Regions from separate parts of the Mus musculus genome. Here region 2 is linked to region 1. Evidence: chromatin contacts called from public promoter capture Hi-C data. All regions are on one chromosome and are shown on one strand. Each heading gives the region's core, a stretch centred on a gene start, on an enhancer-like site or on the middle of the called end of the contact. The rest is flanking DNA. Distances are from core to core; before and after follow the strand shown. Region 1 holds the start of Glt8d2 (glycosyltransferase 8 domain containing 2). Region 2 has its middle 7.2 kb from the start of 4930463O16Rik.

What was found. Promoter capture Hi-C pulls out the DNA fragments that hold promoters and counts their contacts.
Region 2: a contact with region 1 is called in a promoter capture Hi-C map of pre-B cells, with 4 times the contacts expected there. The contact joins the enhancer-like site here to the promoter of Glt8d2 in region 1. A contact is called at or near these places in 6 of 39 promoter capture datasets (the 3T3-L1 cell line, hippocampal neurons, liver and 2 more).

Annotation. Positions count from the first base shown.
Region 1 is chr10:82,689,055-82,692,038 of GRCm38.p6, reverse strand. It overlaps Glt8d2 (glycosyltransferase 8 domain containing 2), which reads left to right and starts at 1,389. Exons shown (of 10, transcript NM_029102.3): 1 at 1,389-1,550.
Region 2 is chr10:84,479,565-84,482,548 of GRCm38.p6, reverse strand. No RefSeq gene overlaps it. Among named protein-coding and RNA genes, the nearest start is that of 4930463O16Rik, 7.2 kb to the left of the region's middle. Within about 2 kb of position 1,443, at least 64 of the 459 cell types and tissues checked have an H3K27ac peak or open chromatin away from gene starts, as enhancers often do.

The DNA.
Region 1 (2,984 bases), core at 140-2,639:
GCATGGCAGGAATAGGAGAGAAAGGGACTGGGAGTCATACATTAGGGACCAGAGGAAAGGGTTCGAAAATAATGACCAGAGAGATTTCAGTTAATATGAGAAGTAGGTCCTATGAAAACAGTTACTATTTCAGTCTTGAAACTCATGCCAATCATCCACTTATCCAATAGTAGAATAATTCAATGCCAGGCATCCTCTTGAGTAGATGAGAGGTACAGATGAGGTGATCTTGGGAGTGAACTGAACTGAACAGGCATCAGCCTACAGTCCTGTTTGTGGTACTGCCTTGGGACCTGTCTGAGGGACCACTCTACCACATCTGATACCCTCATGAGTGGGCAATGTGACTCCCAGAAGGCATGGTTATCAAATGAAAATCCCAGGCATGTGATAACACCCTATGAGTCAATGGTTATGGGAGGCCAGAGTCTCCCCAAACGATACGAACTATGACAACTGCATTGAGTGCTAAGCGCTAATCTGGACTCTATATCAACTCTTCGTCTCTATGTGAGGCTCAAGGAATATCACAGAAGAGAAGGCTGAAAGAATTTAAAACTTGGAAAATTGTGGCCGTGGTTAAGAGCACTTGCTGCTCTTTCAGAGGACCCAAATTTGGCTGGAATCTGAAATGTGGAGCAAAATTTAGCTTACCTAACACACTGAGAGAACAAAATGAAGCAGAAGGTATGAATCTGTTTTTATCAATGTTCAAAGTTCCATGTGATTGGAAGGAAGTGACTGCTTGTGATGGAGGCAGCCATCGAGGAGTTCCTTATGAAAGTTAGAGAGAAGCCATTGTGGAATATGTTCCATGATCCTGGGCAAAGCTCTGGTACCATTCCTACATTTCTGGGGATCAACTGCAAAACCACAGAACAGCAGTGTTGCCACCAAGTCTGCCCCCTGACTGATGCCTCTCCCCTCCAGAGGGAATACACCCCACCTGGAAGCTTCTGTCTTTATCACAGCCTCAATAAAAGACGATGGTTGTCTGAGACATGATTTGCCATGGTAACATTTCAACACACAGGAGATTTCAAAGATTCTCAGCAAGAACCTGGCTGAAATTAGAAATTTACACTAGACGCACGACGGTATAAATTCACTTTCCAAACATTTGTTCTTCCCTAGGTTTGCAGCTTTTACTCCAGAACAGCCCTGTTTTGCTGAGAGTTTCACACGCAGACTGCAAGAGAAAGCCGAGAGAGGAAGTCTGCCCCAGCCAGCCAACCTGCCCTGCCTTCAGGACGAGCACATCTGGAAGCGTTTCAGGAGCAGCCTCTGCCTGCACAAGGCTTGGGTTCCCAGAGGCTGCAGGAGTGGAAGAAACCCGAGCCATTCAGGCAACGCAAGCGCAAGCGGAGGTGGGTGTGGACGGCTGAGGCACACTCAGGGCTCGCAAGCCATTTGGGATTTCCAATGGGATCTGGGAAGCAGCTGAAGCAACAGGCAGCTTAGTGGTCCCGCGAGGCCAGCCGCAGTTTGAATGCTCAGCTCTGCAGCGGTTCTGGACCAAGTTGCCCAAAGCCTACCCTCACATCCATCAGGTAAATACAGCAATTACAAGCAAGATAATCTTTCCATTTCACCCTTTCTGTCTACACCACTTGTTTATTTTGCTGTGAACTCAGAGAAGTAACTCGGAGGAGGCAGACTGCCCCCTTCACAGCCTCAGCCTCCAGAAGCCCCCTAGTTTGTAATGTAACATCGTAAAGAACCTTTCTATTGCAGCAAACCCAAGACGCTCACTGTATAAGCTTTTCACATCTTGCTATTTTTGCAGAGCAGAGGCTAGCCCTATTCTCCCATCTCTGCCCTAATGGTGATTTGTTTGTTCGTTTGCATTGGATTTTAAGTTGCATTGGGGATCAGGAGTTAGACATGACAGAGATCAGTGTTCGCATTTAATGTGAGTCTGTTTCTGAGCCAAAATGACATAACTGAGTTATGATTCATGTTTTTGGAATCTGTCCTGAGAAACTCTTCAGGGGCCTCCATACCCAATAAGAGAACTGGCAGTTAATTCTGTGGTTTTGTTGTGGTATGGGAGTCACAGTGTTTGATTTAGCATCCAAAGACGCAGGATGTTTGTCCTATGCAGCCTGCTGGCCAATAGGACGCTGGTGGGTTGGTTTTGCCTTTTTTTTTTTTTTTTTCTTCTCGAAATGTTTTGGTATTGCGCTTCTTCGAAATATCCTTTTGGTATTACATAATGGAATTCTAGTTCTCCCTCTGATACAGCCAACAACAGAGCTGTGCCCTACAGTAATGAAAGTGTGGGCTGTGTGCCACCTGGGAAGACTTTCATAAGCCTGATTCTGGTCATATCTCATCCATGTGCCTACATTTTCCTATCTGCAAAATGGAAATAAAGTGATACAATGTAACATGTGACACACAGATACAAAGTAAATGTGGCACATAGGGCCAGCTTCCCTGGCAATGCTGATAATGACAATGAAGGTCACAGAAGTGACACATGCTGAACTGGACAGGTCCCTGCCCCGGACATTCTGATGTTTTTGAGTGTTCCTCATCTCCCAACATGTTTTTTCCCCAGGACCCTGCTTTCTTCATCCTTCCACAATAATACCTAAACCCTCCATCTCTCTCTCTCTCTCTCTCTCTCTCTCTCTCTCTCTCTCTCTCTCTCTTTCTCACACACACACACACACACACACACACACACACACACACACACACATCTCCGCTCTTCATCCTCCTCTCTGAAAGGCATGTTCACTAAGTCACCGTTTTCATTCCTCATTCCCAAGAAACATCGTTCTCTTATTGCTTCCTTGATGTCAGAATATTTCAAAGGATGTTTAAGAGGATGTAGTCCCACTGGAGAAGGAGCTCCAAGCCCCTTCAGACAGAGCAAAAACTAGAAAAACACTTTAAAGGTCCTGAGAAATATCTCAACAAAGAATGCCACTTAAGGACATTTTAGCATGTGGCAGTTCCCAAACTTGAGTCATTTT
Region 2 (2,984 bases), core at 194-2,693, 1.8 Mb before region 1:
AGTGGGGTTTTTGCTTCTCCTGACTCTGTTCCATCAGGGACCCTAGCCCATGGGATGATGCCACCGACATACGTTCTTCTCCATTAGGTTGCTGCCCTTGATGCCACCCAGCTTTGGATAGGTTCTCGCAGACACACTCCAAGTGGGCCGTATCCTTCATTATCCAAAGAATGAGGCTGTTATTTAATGCCTCAGAGCTGTGAAAATGGTTCCCCGATCGCCTAAGGGCATTACCATGTCTAGGAATCAGGCAGACAGGGCTGTATTGAAGAAACTGATGAGAAAGTAAGATGCTCTTAGGTGATTCCAACTCATTCGAGAACTCGCTGACTCTCAAGCTAATCCGGCTGATACAGTTAACCATGGCCACAAGTCAGGCAAGGAGCCTCTGGGTCGGTAACTTGTAAGCGCCGCTCTAGCGTGCAGCGTCCAAATCATGTTCTTCATCTGGTTAAAAAGAAAAGTGTTGTGGGAGAGGAGGACGATCTTACCTCACCTCATAGGAGGACACCAAGGACTCGAGAGAAGTTTTGGATTCTTTTTATTTTATTTTTATTCATGAGTACACTGTAGCTGACTTCAGACACACCAGAAGAGGGCATCAGATCTCACTGCAGATGGTTGTGAGCCACCATGTGGTTGCTGGGAATTGAACTCAGGACCTCTGGAAGAGCAGTCAGTGCTCTTAACCATTGAGCCATCTCTCCAGCCCCGAAGTTTTGGATTTTTTTTTTTTGATTTTTCGAGACAGGGTTTCTCTGTATAGCCCTGGCTGTCCTGGAATTCACTTTGTAGACCAGGCTGGCCTCGAACTCAGAAATTCACCCGTCTCTGCCTCCCAAGTGCTGGGATTAAAGGCGTGCGCCACCACCGCCCAGCTGGATTCTTTATATCAATCATAACAATAGACATTTTTTACTTGCATAGAACTGTCAACTTTAAAATGGATTTTAAGCCCACAGATGGAATGCCAGATCTCATGTTTTGCTGTCCCACATTTCCAGCTGGGACTATGATCTGTCTCCTCTCGTGTGTTTGTAATTACTTCCCCTTTGAACCCTTTTCTTATCCGGCCCCGCCCCCACCTCATGCTTGCAAGCTTTCCTCTCTACTGGAATTGTGGACATTGCTCATTAATTTTCTAGTCCTTGAGGCAACATTTCACTGATGCAGGCTCCTATGTCCCTGAAATGAAGTCTCGGGTAGCCACGGGTGTTAGAGGAGAGCTCTCTGAGTTGCAGAACAGCTCAAGCAAGGACCTGGGGTGGTGGGTCTCCACGCTTCTGTGGTCAAGGCTGTGGACAGAGGGATGCTGTTACTGGGATTTCTGACCTTGGTCATGCTAAGCTTCCTGGCTCAGCCTCCTGGCTGGTTTTCATTGCATCTTGGCTTGGCCAAAGCCAAGCAGTTTGTGCTGGGCCAGCAGTTGTGAAATCTCCAGCAGAGTGGTATTGTTTATCTATTTTTAGAAGTGTGTCCTTGAGGCTACCAAGAATGGAGCGTGGAGGGGTTCCTGTGGTATCTCACTGCCTCTCTTGGGACTTGCCATCCGAGGACTGACCTCATTTTCATTCGCCCTCACTAATTGACTGCAGAGCCACGTCTGTGTTTCCCCAGAATCATCTCAGCTGCTTTTTCCTGCGTGCACCCATGTCTGAGCTACACACACACTGGCTTCTCCCCCAATAGAAACTGATCCTGGTGCCAGGCACTGCTCCAGTACATTTCTCTATAGCCACAGAGGAGATGCTGTAGACCAGTGGATCCCGATTTACCCACGGGTCTCCACTTTCCATAAGCTGTTAAGTAAGGGGAAAATGCAGACCTGTGACAGTTGATTCTAATCTGACACAAGGCAGCTAGTTGAAAATGTGGCTTACATTCCCCACTTCTGTTCTCTACCACCCTTCCCTTTACACCATTAAGGGATTTGGCCATTATTGTTTACACAGTTTCACAGAGCTTGCATTAGCTAGCAAGTCATCAAGATCACCATGACCCAGGAACATGGTGGGAACAACCACAGCTTATGTCGAGTGAATTCTGAGTAAGCTACTTGAGAACTAGGCATTGCTCATCTTTCAGTTCCATTTTTGCTCAGGATTTGGAGACAGTAGATCGTTCCTTAATATCTGTGAATGAATGAATTTCTGCATCGTTGGCTTCAGAGTTGGCAGACTCAGTCCCCAAGGGTTACAGGACAAAGTGTAGAGTTCAAACCGATATTCACTGTCTGAGTCTTTCTCTCTGCATCTAGAGAAAAGAAAATATATGAAAACAAACACTACCCCCAAGCAAGCCTTTTCAACCATCAAATCAGACCTTGCTCTTATTATGTCCTGCTCTTTCAACCAGTTCTTTGTCTTAACTAGGCAGTTTTGCTTTGTAACATAGTATCAGGCAATGACACGGGTCATTGACTCCTAAAAGTGCACCTGCCACCTCTTTTGGTGGGGTAGGGGTGGGGGCGGTGAGAGTATCGACAGACCCAAGAAAGAACATGAGAATAAAACTCATTTAACAAACCCACAGTAAAATGGATAATAGTTTTCAAAGATTTTTCTTTTTACTGCCAAAATATTATGAAATAAAAGAATCAAGGCTCCCCCTGGTTCCTACTCTGAGGGCTGGGTCTTCTTGAGTCTAGCCAATTGGGTAGTGTTTTGTTCAGATTTAATTTGGTGATTTTCTTTTTATATTTGATATACCACCTGTGTGCCATATAATCTGGTTTTTATCCCCTCTCAGAGACACACCTGGATAATCGGGTGATATGGCTTTAGTAATAAACTGGTTTATAGAGCTTGGGAGATACCGATTATAGGGGTAGACCAGATGTCCAAGCAGGTGGTTAGTATGTTCCTCAAGCTATTTCAGACATTGGGATTCAGAGGACTGCTTAAAAACACAAGGAGAATGGATGTCTGGCCTTTTGACAAAGCAGCCACAGCTGAGCCCTCAGGAACCTGGCTGCTATTGAGTGC